2 separate regions of the Gossypium hirsutum genome follow, and region 1 is linked to region 2. Evidence: chromatin contacts called from public Hi-C data. All regions are on one chromosome and are shown on one strand. The core of a region is the stretch at or near the end of the contact, and the rest is flanking DNA. Distances in the headings are between cores, read along the strand shown. Region 1 holds the start of LOC107899509 (DEAD-box ATP-dependent RNA helicase 38-like). Region 2 overlaps LOC107899512 (threonine dehydratase biosynthetic, chloroplastic).

Evidence for each region. Hi-C and Micro-C count contacts between places; a contact is called where the count stands out from the background.
Region 1: a contact with region 2 is called in a Hi-C map of anther, with 2.5 times the contacts expected there. The contact joins the promoter of LOC107899509 here to the enhancer-like site in region 2. A contact is called at or near these places in 4 of 34 Hi-C or Micro-C datasets (anther, fibers and leaf).

Annotation. Positions count from the first base shown.
Region 1 is chrD04:39,730,978-39,737,919 of Gossypium_hirsutum_v2.1, forward strand. LOC107899509 (DEAD-box ATP-dependent RNA helicase 38-like) reads left to right here and starts at 2,563. Exons shown (of 8, transcript NM_001326875.2): 1 at 2,563-2,937; 2 at 3,036-3,329; 3 at 3,419-3,646; 4 at 4,469-4,534; 5 at 5,062-5,466; 6 at 5,568-5,679; 7 at 5,916-6,001; 8 at 6,107-6,693. The coding sequence starts at 2,686. The coding sequence ends at 6,169.
Region 2 is chrD04:39,513,958-39,520,216 of Gossypium_hirsutum_v2.1, forward strand. It overlaps LOC107899512 (threonine dehydratase biosynthetic, chloroplastic), which reads right to left. Exons shown (of 9, transcript XM_016825246.2): 7 at 4,139-4,256; 8 at 3,917-4,051; 9 at 3,497-3,821. The coding sequence ends at 3,681. Among protein-coding and RNA genes, the nearest start is that of LOC107899512, 20 kb to the right of the region's middle. Within about 2 kb of position 3,109, at least 7 of the 9 cell types and tissues checked have an H3K27ac peak or open chromatin away from gene starts, as enhancers often do. A contact at or near this core is called in leaf, where this site is marked.

The sequences.
Region 1 (6,942 bases), core at 1,313-3,812, 220 kb after region 2:
GATCTAATTTGTCTTTTTGGTCCAATTCTTTTAAGGAAAAGATGACGTAACAGTTATGGATTTAGTATAATAAAAATATTAATACTAAATGATTACATATTCTACTAATCTGATTATAAAGAAATTGTCTATCACATTTATATCTTATTTTAATTTAGTGCGGGTTATAATAAAATTCTAAAATTATTTTTATTAAATACTTAAAAATCATATAAAAATTGAAAAATATATTATAAAAATTCTAAACACCCCTAACTTTCCCTTAATTAAAGATTTATTTTATATTAAAAATGATATATATTGATTTGGTAGGCCCCATTTCCTTGCATGGGTCCCCAACAAGGAGCCATAACTGTATTGCTGAGAATGGGATGCGTTCACTGAAAGTTTTACTGCTCTTTGGTTTTGGTATTTGTGACGGTGAAGTAGTAGGAAAAGAACTAGAATGAGAGGGAGTCAAGCTAGTCGGTGAATGTGGATTAATAACTTTTTTTCATATTAAAAAATCAATTGCAACAATGAGCAAAGAAGTTAAATTTTCGCACAAAATCTTTAACCATCCACATACCCCATCAAACATCAACCCCAAACGTGTATGGTTTCTAATATACCCATCAAACACCAGCCTCCACCATAGAGTGTGGCTGCTGTAGTTGCCAAGCTGGTGATAATGGCGATGGTGGCGATTGCTTCGGTGAGATCTCCTCTCACAAGCGGTGCATGATAGAATGGTAAAAGTAGTTATGCATATCCATTCAACCAAACAAAGAAGCCAGTTCACCATGTTGTTCTTCAACTAGCTGCCGGAGACAATATGACGGCAACAAAACTCAGTGTCGACACAAGCAAAGCAAATAACTAGTTGATTTCATTACTTTAAGCCCATCAACAATGGAGGAAAGCAATACTTGAGCTAAGCCTTGCTTCGTAGCATGAAATAATGGAAGTAGCTATAGATATTATGCGTGTCATTATAGCTCAAAGGCTTAAAGCTAAATGCAGGTTACGTGTATTTGACACCATCAACTTAGCTGCTTGCACCCTTCTAAACATTTTCCAAGGGCAAGAAAGTGTGGCTTTAAGATTAAAAGAATAACATTACTGCCCTTATTGTCTCAGTTATTATCAATAACACTACAAAACTTAAAAGACCTATATTTGAAGGTGGTCTATTATATTCAAATAAAAATCACCAGATTTTAACGAGAGAATGGGTAACAATAATATAAAACTTAAACATAATGAATATGTCATGTTGACATATAAAAATAATTTTTTAATGATAAAAATAAATTAATGTACAAGGATTAATATGTTCATTTTTTGAATAAAGAAAATAAAATGTAATTTAACTTCTAGTATAAAAATTTGTATGATACTTTCATAAATTTAATAAAATTTTTTAACATCAAATTACTTAAATTGAAAATAAAGCTGAAAAGGAAAAAACTAAAGTAAAAGGAAGGATATAGTTGAAAGAAAATAAACCATGTACTTTGAGATATAAGTCGGTTAAACGGCGAGAATTTTAGGTAAATAAAACCTTTTTTTAAAGTATGAAATCACGAATATTTTACCTATAATTCAGATTAATTGCTTTTAATCAAACGGTTGATATTGTTTGAAGTAGAGGTGATCATGGGTTGAGCGGCCCGGCTCGGCCCGACGACCCACTCGAAATATGGGAGGGTTCGGGTAAAAATATAAGCCCGAAATATGAATTTGGGCAAAAAACGAGGCTCGTTTAGAAAACAGGCCGGACTTCGGGAAATTTTTTTTAGCCCGGGCCCGGCCCGAATATAATAAATATATATTTATTTTTAAAATACATTTCTCATTTCCCTATTTTCCATTAGACATTTAATATTTATATAATAAATATATATGTTTTATTTTAAAGTATTTTTAAATTATTTTTTTATTTTTTTATTTTTAAAATACATTTCCAAATATAACAAATTAGTTGCAAAAAGGACGATGAGGATAATGTTTCTTCGGTTGCTTTTTAGGATACTTCCTTTCTAATTGTTGAAAATTTAATTTAGCTTACAATTTATATTTTGTTATAAATTTAAATATGTTGATTGGTTAATGTATGGATATTTTGGTTGGTTGATTATATTTTGCAGGTTTTTTATACAATTTTACTATTTACTAAAAAAAAGGGCCGGGCTCGGGTTTAGGAATTTTTTCTCGAGCAGGGTCTGAACAAAAATTTAGGCCCATATTTTGAGCCGGGCCGGACCCGGGTCTAGGACGTGGGCCAAATTTTTTTTCTTTTTTTAATAAACACCAAAAATTTATTTTAAAAATAAAAAAATAAAAAAAATATTTTAAAAATAAAAAAATAAAAAAATAAATTTATTATATATTCGGGCCGGGCAAAAAAAATGGTACCTGAGGCCCAGCCTATTTTCTAAACGGGTCTCATTTTTTATCTAAATCTATATTTCGAGCCTATATTTTTACCCGAACTCGCCTACCAATTCACATATTTTGGGGAGCCGCCCGGCTAATGAGCACGGCCTATAAAAATCTGATTTTAACTAGGCTTCTTTATAATTTTCCTCCACCTATATATATAATCATTTTTGTTTCTGATTTTAGTTTTTCCTAATCGCCTAATAAGAAAAAGAAACCGATTTACCACCCTTTTGCGTTTATTCCATTGATTTCTAGAGCTTCATGGCTGAAACCGCCTCTAACTCCGCCCCTTCCACCACTACCACCGCCGAGGCGCCAGCGCCTCAAGAAACCAAAAAGACCACCGAGGCACCAGTAAGATGGGCCGATTTGGAAGACGAAGCTTCGGAAGAACCGAGTGCTTTATCGGAAGACAAAGGTGCGCCGGAACTCGGAGTTGAAAACCTAAAAATCGATGAGAGCAAAAAGATCAACAAGTTCCTCGACGAACCCGAGGACTCCAACATCAAAGCCGTATCGATCCCTGACCCTAAATACTTGAGCCTTTTTCTTTTTTGTTCGACTGAGATTTAGGGTTTTGACTTCTTCATGTTTTTGTTCGATTTTTGTAGGTCACAGCTGGGGAGACACCATACACTTCAGCATTTACGTTTGAGGAATTGAATCTGTCCCCTGAATTGTTAAAAGGGCTATATGTTGAGATGAAATTTGAAAAGCCTAGCAAAATCCAAGCTATTAGTTTACCGATGATTTTGACGCCTCCTCACTTGGATTTAATTGCTCAAGCTCACAATGGTTCTGGTAAAACCACTTGCTTTACTCTTGGAATGCTGTCTCGTGTTGATCCGAATCTAAAAGCTCCTCAAGCACTTTGCATTTGTCCTACTAGAGAACTGGCTATTCAGGTTAGGTTATGAGATCTTGAATTCTTTTAGGTACCAATGAAATCTGGGTTTTGGTTTTGATGTTAAAATTTGGCTGTCTTTTCTTGCAGAATTTGGAAGTGCTTAGGAAGATGGGGAAGCATACTGGGATAACATCAGAATGTGCTATTCCAATGGATAGTTCCAATTATATTCCAATTAATAAACGGGCACCCATTATCGCTCAAGTAGTTATTGGTACTCCTGGCACTATTAAGAAGTGGATGTCAGCAAAGAAATTGGGTGTGAGTAATGTGAAGGTTCTTGTGTTTGATGAAGCTGATCACATGCTGGCTGAGGTAACTTTTGTTTTGCTGGTTTATCTGCTTGTTGTTTTGATGAAATTAGAATTTGTAGTGCCTTGTTCTCAGTACTAGGAAAGAACAAATTGTTGCAACTTTAGAATTGTAATTAAGTCTCTTTGTTGTGGAACATTGTCTAACTTTACTTGTCTATATATGAATTTGTGGCTACCTGATTTTGGTTTGCTCAGCTGTATAGGTAGAGACATGTGTTTGTTAGTGAATCATCTTATGCATATGAGAAGGTATCTTGGGAGTTATCTTTCTAGTGGTATGTGATATTCATGGCTGCCTAAGCAATTGCTTGCATCTTCAATTGATTTGCAACATCCAGCGTATAGCCCTTTGGATTTTAGGTGGAGGTTACAGAATTTTTACTATAATGCTTTGTCTATTTTTCGTTTTATTTGAATATTATAGCTTTTGAGCATGCTTCTGGGAATTCCTTGTGTAGGTTTATGTGTCACTGTAATTAAGAATGTAAAGCATGACAACAAGAATAGGGTTCAATTAATAATAGTGAAGTGTGATAAGAATTTAAATTTTGTGAATGATAGGATTGGTAGGCCATTAAAAACTCCAAATGTTTCCTCTTTTCTATCAACCTGAAAGATGTTTGTTTGCTGTATTCTTTAAATTTTTTGTTCTGGGAAGTGTTTGTGAGGAAGCATTGAGGAGGATTGGAATGACTTTGTTTGTTGATGATTGATTTTGGAAGGATGGACATTTTTTTAATTATGTAGTGCAATCATATGATCCAACTATTTGACTAGATTTCATAAAATCATTAATTTTCTTATGTACGTTTCTTTGCTGCAGGATGGGTTTAAAGATGACTCCTTGAGAATAATGAGGGATATTGAAAAGATGAGTTCTCACTGCCAGGTTTGTATCGAAGATGTCTTGTAAATTTTATTTGCATGTGGCGTGTCAACCTTTTTCCATGTAATGTCTTAAATTTTCTTTATCTAGTGGGTGTTGGAAACGTTTTATGCTTCTATTGTTATTGAACTATGACATAAAATTGGTGGTTCTATAAGCTGTTATAAAAGAAGCCTATACTCAGACATGGTTCAGGATGAAGAGTGATGGATTATAAACTAATCATTCTGCTTGTTTGGTAGATATCAATTTTTGATCTATGCCAATGCATTGATATTGCTAATTTCTTGCTCCAAATGGACTTGCATATGTATTATTTGTCTATAAAGGGCTAAGCCTATGGGTTAAGAGAGTAGGGTTAATATCACAACCTAGTTGCATGCTGAGCATTGAAGAAAAATGACTGGTTGAATACATTTTTCTGTAATGCATGCTTAGCATTGGTGATCAATGACTGATTAAATACTTTCTTTTTCATGCTTGGTATTGGGAAACATTGACTGTATACTTTTTTTTGAATCAATTTCAAGGTTCTTCTGTTTTCTGCCACATTTAGCGACACTGTGAAGAATTTTGTCTCAAAGATAGTCAAGAGAGATCACAATCAACTTTTTGTCAAGAAGGAAGAACTATCTTTGGAGTCTGTGAAGCAATACAAGGTGAATGTTCCAGATGAACTTTCCAAAGTTTTGGTGATTAAAGATAGAATTTTAGAATTTGGAGAGCGCCTAGGGCAGACTATAATATTTGTACGCACAAGGAATAGCGCAAGCATGTTGCATAAAGCACTTGTTGAGTTTGGTTATGATGTTACCACAATTCAAGGTGCTCTCAATCAAGCTGAACGAGACAAGATAGTCAAAGAATTTAAAGATGGTTTGACTCAAGTGCTCATTTCAACGGACCTCCTTGCCCGGGGTTTTGACCAACAACAGGTATTATCCTAATATTGTATTTGCTATGTACAAGGTGTATTATCCTAATATTGTATTTGCCGTCTACAAGTTGTATTGTCTAATATTGTATTTTTCTGCAGGTTAATTTGGTCATCAACTATGATCTTCCTGTAAAACACGACAACCGTGTGGAGCCTGATTGTGAGGTTTACTTGCATAGAATTGGCAGAGCAGGACGTTTTGGCCGCAAGGGTAGGTTTCTGAATGAAAATGTCATTTCCCTTAAATGATGATACTGTTGCTTCCTGCTGTGTGATAAACCTGACTGGTAGCTAGATTTGTAGTTCTAATATTCAGCTTTTTCAAGATGTCCCACTGTTTTTTTCTGTTTGACAATGTTTGTATCAATGGCATTTAATAATTGTTTTGCATATGAAAACATTAGTTGAAGAACACATCATTCAGGGTCATGTCTGTCTGATTTGCAGGAGCCGTGTTCAACTTACTCTGTGGTGATATGGACCAAATGATAATATCCAAAATCGAAAATCATTTTGACAGCAAAATAGCAGAGGTAAAGCCCTCACTGTGCGTGGTGCTGGTGCAAGTCCATACATTTTTCTTTTTTTGTTATCATATTCATATGATTGCTTTCCACCACATCGTTCTTGGATTGTAGGTTCCTGACTGGAGGAATGAGGAAGACTTTAAAGCTGCTCTCCGATCAGCCGGTTTATTATGAAAGGAAACCCTTCTGTCAAAGCTATCTTGGTGAAATGCTAGAGAAGAGGAACAAACAGATTGTGCTTATAGTATGCTGTATACTCGACTATTTGTGCCCGATTCTGTTGGTTTGATTTTGATTTTTGTTACTTGCACCATGTTTTAGTAAGTTGCTGTATGAGTATTTGAACGGAGGAAAAGGGCATAAAGTCATATGTGGTCTCAAATTGGATGCGAAGTGGGAGTGTTATGACGATTTCAGTGGATCCAAATCATATTTTATAGTATGTAATTTATGTTCTGAAACTAAAATTTGTAATTTGCCAGCGGATTTTCTTGGTTCAAGTTCATGAGAAAACAGGATTTCCACTCGGTATGTTATTGTTTTCCTCTTACCAGAGTACTCAACTATTACCGTGGAAGTAGGTGATTTTTTTGCTTATTACCTTCTGTAACACACGATGATTGAAAGCAGAAGGTTTAAATATACTGAGGTTGTTGTGCTCCTTTCAAATTTAAATGTAGTACTAGTTTTAACTGTGGGACATTATTTGTCTATTTGGTTTTCTAAGTTACTTTCGTTTTTTTGTTTCTTTGAAAAAGGTAAAAATTTAATTTTAAAATAATTAGAATGTGTTTGGACTTTGGACTAGAGGTGATCATAGGTTGGGTTCAGATAAAATTTTAGGCTTGTTTTTTAGGCCTTGGCTTGGCGCGAAATATGGGCTTAAAAAATTTTTCAAGCTTGGCATGAAAGAAAATTGTTAAGTTTGAGTTCGGCTTGACTCATAT
Region 2 (6,259 bases), core at 1,859-4,358:
TAAAGACTACTTTGTGATATTGTTTCGGTCAAACGGTCAGAATGCTAATATCCAAGAGATGGGGTATATGAAAAAGTGTGTGACAAGGGATACAAATGACTGGCTTAATAAGATATATACGGAGAAGGAGGTTCTTCAGGCTATTAAGCAGATGGATCCTAATAAAGCCCCTGGTATCTATGGTCTATCGAGAAATTTTTTCAAGTATTACTGGGAGATCGTGGGAAAGGATACTATTAGCTGCTGCATGGATGTTCTTAATGGGAACAAAAATATCTCTAGTCTTAATGAAACTATGATTATTTTAATTCCTAAAATTAGAGATCCTTATGAGCTTACTAACTTCCGCCCTATTAGTTTGTGTAGGTTTGTCTACAAAATCATATCCAAGGTGTATGCCAATCGGTTGAAAGCTGTCCTGCCTAGTTGCATTAGCCAAAATCAAAGTGCATTCGTGCCGGGGAGGATGATACACAACAATATTTTAATTGCGGATGAGCTTCTCCATTATCTTAAAAGCTCTAAAAATGGTCCTAATAAAGGGCTCGTGGTCAAGCTCAACATGAGCAAAACTTATGATCGTGTAGAGTGAAACTTTCTGGAAATAATTATGAAGAAAATGGGATTCGATGGAAAGTGGATTGCCAACATTATGGATTGTGTTCGTTCGGTTAAATATACGGTTAAATGTAACAACATTTTATTTGATACTTTCATCCCTGAAAGGGGTCTCCGACAAGGGGATCCCCTCTCTCCTTATTTGTTCTTATTTTGTATGGAAGCTATTTCGAGAATGCTTATCCATGCTCAAAAGAACAACATTTTAAGAGGCATAAGGGCCAGCAGAGACGGCCCCAGAATAAATCATTTGTTTTTTGCTGATGATGCACTGTTGTTTGTGAAAAATAAAAAGAGTGATGTGGAGAGCCTTGTTAACATGCTTTACACTTTCTCTAATATTTCAGGGCAAGAGATTAATTTTGAAAAGTCCATGGTCATTTTCAGTCCTAACACCTCACGTGACCAGAGAACAATCCTTAGTGGTCTCCTAGGCATGACGGTGGTGGAAAACTTAAACAACTACCTAGGCCTTCCTATCCCGATTGGTAAGAAAAAAAACAGTGGCTTTCCAAGAGATTACTAATAGATTGTCTTGCAGGATTAACAACTGGACAAAGAGATTTATCTCTTTTGGGGGTAAAGAAGTCTTCATTAAAGCGGTTCTCCAATTCGTCCCTACGTACGCTCTGTCAATTTTTTTGGCCCCCAAAAGCATCATCGATGACATTCAAGCTAAGCTTAGCAGAACATGGTGGTCGGGAAAAGATAAAGGGAGATTCTGGACAATGATCCCATGGAAAACGCTGTGTAAGCCAAAGGCTATGGGAGGGCTTGGAATTAGAAATATGCGACTCTTCAACCTGGCTCTCTTAGGGCGTCAAGTGTGGAGACTAATAAACAATACTGATACTCTCTGCTTCAAGGTTTTCTCTTCAAAATATTTTCCTGATGGCAACATTTTTAATGCTAAAAAGGTGGACAAAGCGTCTTTCACTTGGACAAGTATTGCGACAACGGCGGAAGCGCTTAAAGATGGCTTTGGTTGGCAGATTGGAAACGGCGAGAAGATAAATATTTGGGATGATAATTGGGGAATGGAAGGGCTCAATGGGGATGTTATTATAAGCAACACTCGAAAAAGAGATGGAAAGAGTGTGAAAAATCTTTGGCATGTGGAATGGAGGTGTTGGGAGGTTAATAAAGTCAGACACGCGTATGGACAAGATTGGGGGGATAAGATTTGCAATATTCCCATTGGAGGGGAGGGCCAGGAAGATAGACTGATATGGTTTCATAACCCTTACGGGTGTTATACTTTAAAATCTGCCTATTCATGGCTGTTGCTGAAAGGAATGGGATACGGCCCTCACAGGTTCCTTTGGAAAGCATTATGGAAGCTTGATACTCTACCGAAGATCCGGGTTTTTGCGTGGAGGGTGGGGCATGAAATCCTCCCCACGAACAGTAAGATCGCCTCTATCAGACAGGATTTTGACAAGGGATGTCCTCGATGCGGAGTAGAGACCGAAACTGTGTTACATGCTTTAAAAGACTGCCCAACCTCGAGAGCAGTTTTGTCGATTGGAGGGTGGTCCAGGAGCTTTATTTCTAAGAATTACGATCACTGCATTGATTGGTTGGAAGACTTGATGCGGGTCCTTGACAAAAGAGCTATGGCCGACTTGATAACAACCCTATGGAACTACTGGAATAACAGGAACAACTTTATCTTCAGGGGAAAAGAAGAAGAGGCTAAGCAAATATGGGAAAGAGCTAACAACTTGACCAAGGAGTTTCAAATATGCAATATGATGAACGAGCCATTAATGTCACAGAACGTCGTGGAGAAAAAGTGGAACAAACCTCCAAAGGGATTTATTAAAATAAATTTTGATGCTACTGTTGGTGAAAATAGAATCGGGTACGGGATGGTCGTCAGAGATGAAGAAGGCTTTGTTCTAGGTGGCGGCGGGGGTTTCAAAGAGGGTGGGATGTCGGTGGAAGAAACTGAGTGCGTGGCCTTCGAAGAGAGCATTAAAGTGGCGCGCAGACTACAGTTAAAAAACACGTTCTTTTTAAGACCGACCATGTGGGGTTGGTCAACAGACTAAACAATTTAGTCAATGACATCACTACAATTGGCGCACGAATTAAGGATTGTGCTGCTGCCTTTGAATTTTTTAATTCTGCCAATTTAATTTGGGCCGAACGGTCTTGTAATAAGGTGGCCCATTTACTTTGTAAAAAAATGTATAGCGAGGCCGAAAACAATTTGTTCGAATTGGATTATCCGCCGGAAATCCACAATGCTGTAATTTGTGATGTTTCATAATTAATCTTAGTTGACCTTTGTGGTCGTTTTTGTTTCAAAAAAAGATTTTATGGCATGTTAAATTATAATGTTTTTTATTATTGAATTGCAATTTAATTAATTTAATTAAATTGAATCGAGAATGATATTCTGATTTTGATTTTGGGAAGAGACGAGGAACAAGGGTGTATCGATGGTTTTGGAGTAAGTGGTGGCGAAGGAGTTGGGTGTTTATGGGGATGGATAGTGGACATGGATTGAAAAATTATAGCCTCCCCCTAATTACTCTTCCCTTCTTTACCCTGGTCCTGTACCTGTACCATATATAGTTTACGTATCTATTTCATGCGCCTTTTATTTATGTTTATGCCCTGTAAACTTTTTTTTTAATATTTTGATTTAATAATTAATAATACAATTAAAGTAATTTCATTATGGACAAAGACAGCTTGAATTGTTTTGTTTGAATAAATAATTGTTTTAGAAGAGTTGGTCTGTACGTATTCAAAGGAACCAGAAGCTAAGAAGTTGGCTCCTACCTCTTGAGCTTTACTACCTAACATACATGATACATATGCAAATTTCTAGTAACATGGCGTCCACTGCTCAAAACTATATACAAAATTAAACCAATGGAGATCTCACTGTTTGACTGACCTCTAATTCGATATTTAAATTATGAAGCTCATATATTATTGGGTACATATAAGTCTGAAAGTATTTAGTCCAATGCAAGAAAAACCAAGACCTTAAACCTTATTGCGAGCTACATATTCTATTTCTATAAATATGAGAACCTATTTCTTAACTAATGCATCAGAAGTTGGAAATTGCTGTCATTGGTTACCAATACATACTCGTATCCAAGACTTTCCGATCTTTGTATAAACTCCTCCATCTCGCTCTTCCCAACTTGAATTCCGACCAACACATTAGCTCCTGTTTCACCCTGTTGGATGAAATAAAATCAGGATTAATGTCTTGTTCTAAAGCACAACCCATTAGAATTGAAAATTCTCAGCAAAGTTTTTCTTGGATGCTAACCTGACCGCGGTAATGGAACAAACTAATATTCCACTGTGGACTAAATGTGTCTAAGAACTTCATCAAAGCACCAGGCCTCTCCGGGAAAACAAATCGGCATAGAACCTCGTTTTCTACATTCAATCTGCCTCCCATCTGAAAGAGATGATTAAAAGAATTAACAAAGACAGCATATATACAATCATCACAAAGGAGGGAAATTTTGTTAAAATTAGTAATTACCAAATATCGCAAGTGATCTTTAACCAAATCACTTGCTGTAAGATTGTAGGTTCTAAGTTGAGAAGATTCCAGCCTCTGCCTCATTGCTTCAAGGTCAGAAACCATGTGAACGCCAACACTGCAAACACTCATGGAAGATAATATAATGCCCTCACTTCAGTTCACATATTTCAGACTACCCAATCATCTTGACTGGGACTGAATTTCTCAATAGAAAAAAATCAAAGAGATGGAAATGAAAAGACAAGTAACTTATTGAATAAGGTAATGCAAGAATCTAAAACACTATTCCTCCAATAAGCAGTCCTTTTGGGGTGGGCAACTCTCCCAATACAAATGAATTAGTAATTTCAGAATGATCCTATGTCAAGAACCCCTTAATGTATTTTTAGTCTAAAGGCTATGTTATTTGAAAGGAAAGTAAACTACATTTAAGCCACTAAATAAGGAGAAGACATCAAAACTACAATTAAGTCATTAACCAGAGAAGATAGAGATGTGTTGAACTTGTAAAGCAAATCATCCCATCATTTTGGCCACAATCTTATCTATAGGATCAAGGGTTAAGTCAAACCCCATGTAAGACATATTAGCCAGCTTTTTTTCCCACATGCACGTAATCTTCTAAATTAGGTAAGTATAGGTGGTACTGTATTTATTCACCCTCTTGCAAATTTGCCTTGTCCTCAAGGCAGAAGGGTGGAAACTGATCAGCAAGATTCCCAACTCACCTCCTCTATGAGTGATGAAGCCAAGTAATTCAAGCGTAGGATCTCCTGAGTTCTAAAACCAATGATATGCTATATATATTCTGATTCTACCATCAATTCCCAATCAGCATTGATGGGTAGAGGAGCGGGTGTTGTGACTTTGAAATCTTCTCTAGCAGGACAGAGAAGTAAAACATAAAACATAGGATGGACTTTAGATGACGAAGGCAGCTGCAATTCGTGTCACTAGTGTTGTCAAGGGCGCAAGGCACATTCTAGGCACTAGAACCCTTAATTGTCTCAGGTGCAAAAAAAGTGGCAGCCTGACTAGTGAAATGTATACATGTCTGAGTTCTTGCAAGTCTGTGTATATATAATATTTAAAGCTTAAGATATATAGTAAACTCTAAAGTCTAATCTAGTTTATCTGCATAACATGCAAATTTTTTATTGGTCAATATGTATGGTTTCCTTATGGTCGATTTTTGTTGTTGAATGGTCAAATATGAGAAGTATAAAGTTTGATATAATTCCCCTCTTAGTAGTAAAGGTATATCAATGAAAACAGTAAAAGATAAAACAAATTTAATCAGGTGTTTTTTATCCTTATTGCCTTACAGAAAAAAAAAAAAGAAGCTGTAGCCACAGATTGATAATCAAGGGTTGCAACAGGTTAGTTAGAGCAAGAGATTGATACTTGTTCTGCTAGTAAGCCAAGCAATTTTGAATAAAAATTCACATCCCAGTTCAAGTTGTAGCCAGAAAAAATTGGTTGACACCTTTTAAGTGTTTTTAAGTAAACATCCCATAAGCAAATTGTGAGCTTCCACCAAATTTTATCTTTTATAGTGGGAGAATCAAGAATTACTAATCGAGATCTATAGAAGTGGTTGATCAGTCATTTGAAAGTTAGAATCTGCAGATGGGTCTTTAGTGAGTTGTTCCATGATTTGTTTAGCCTCGAAGAGCTTCTTGTAACTTGTGAAATCCATGGGAACTGCTAACTTGTGGAAATCAATGGGAACCATCATTGTTCATTAGTTGAAATTCTATAGTCGAGGAGAAACTTACAAGCTGCAATGATCAACCTTAACAAAAGAATGGGAATCCAAAAGAAAAAATGTGCCATTCCAGCACTAATAATTCTCGATCACAAGTATATTTAATCTAAGAAAAAGAAAGACGCTTGCTGAAATAGGCAATTGGATGATCTTGTTGTAAAAGGATTACTCCAACACCAGCTATCGAAGCATCACATTTAACATAAATTGCATTGAGAAATCAGGTAAACATAACACTACTACCATAGTTAATGCTTCCATCAGTTGGTTGGAGGCAACTTCTTTAGTAGGTGACCAGTGAAACAGTCTTTTATGCCATGGTTTTGCACAAATCATCCGTAGTAATCCGA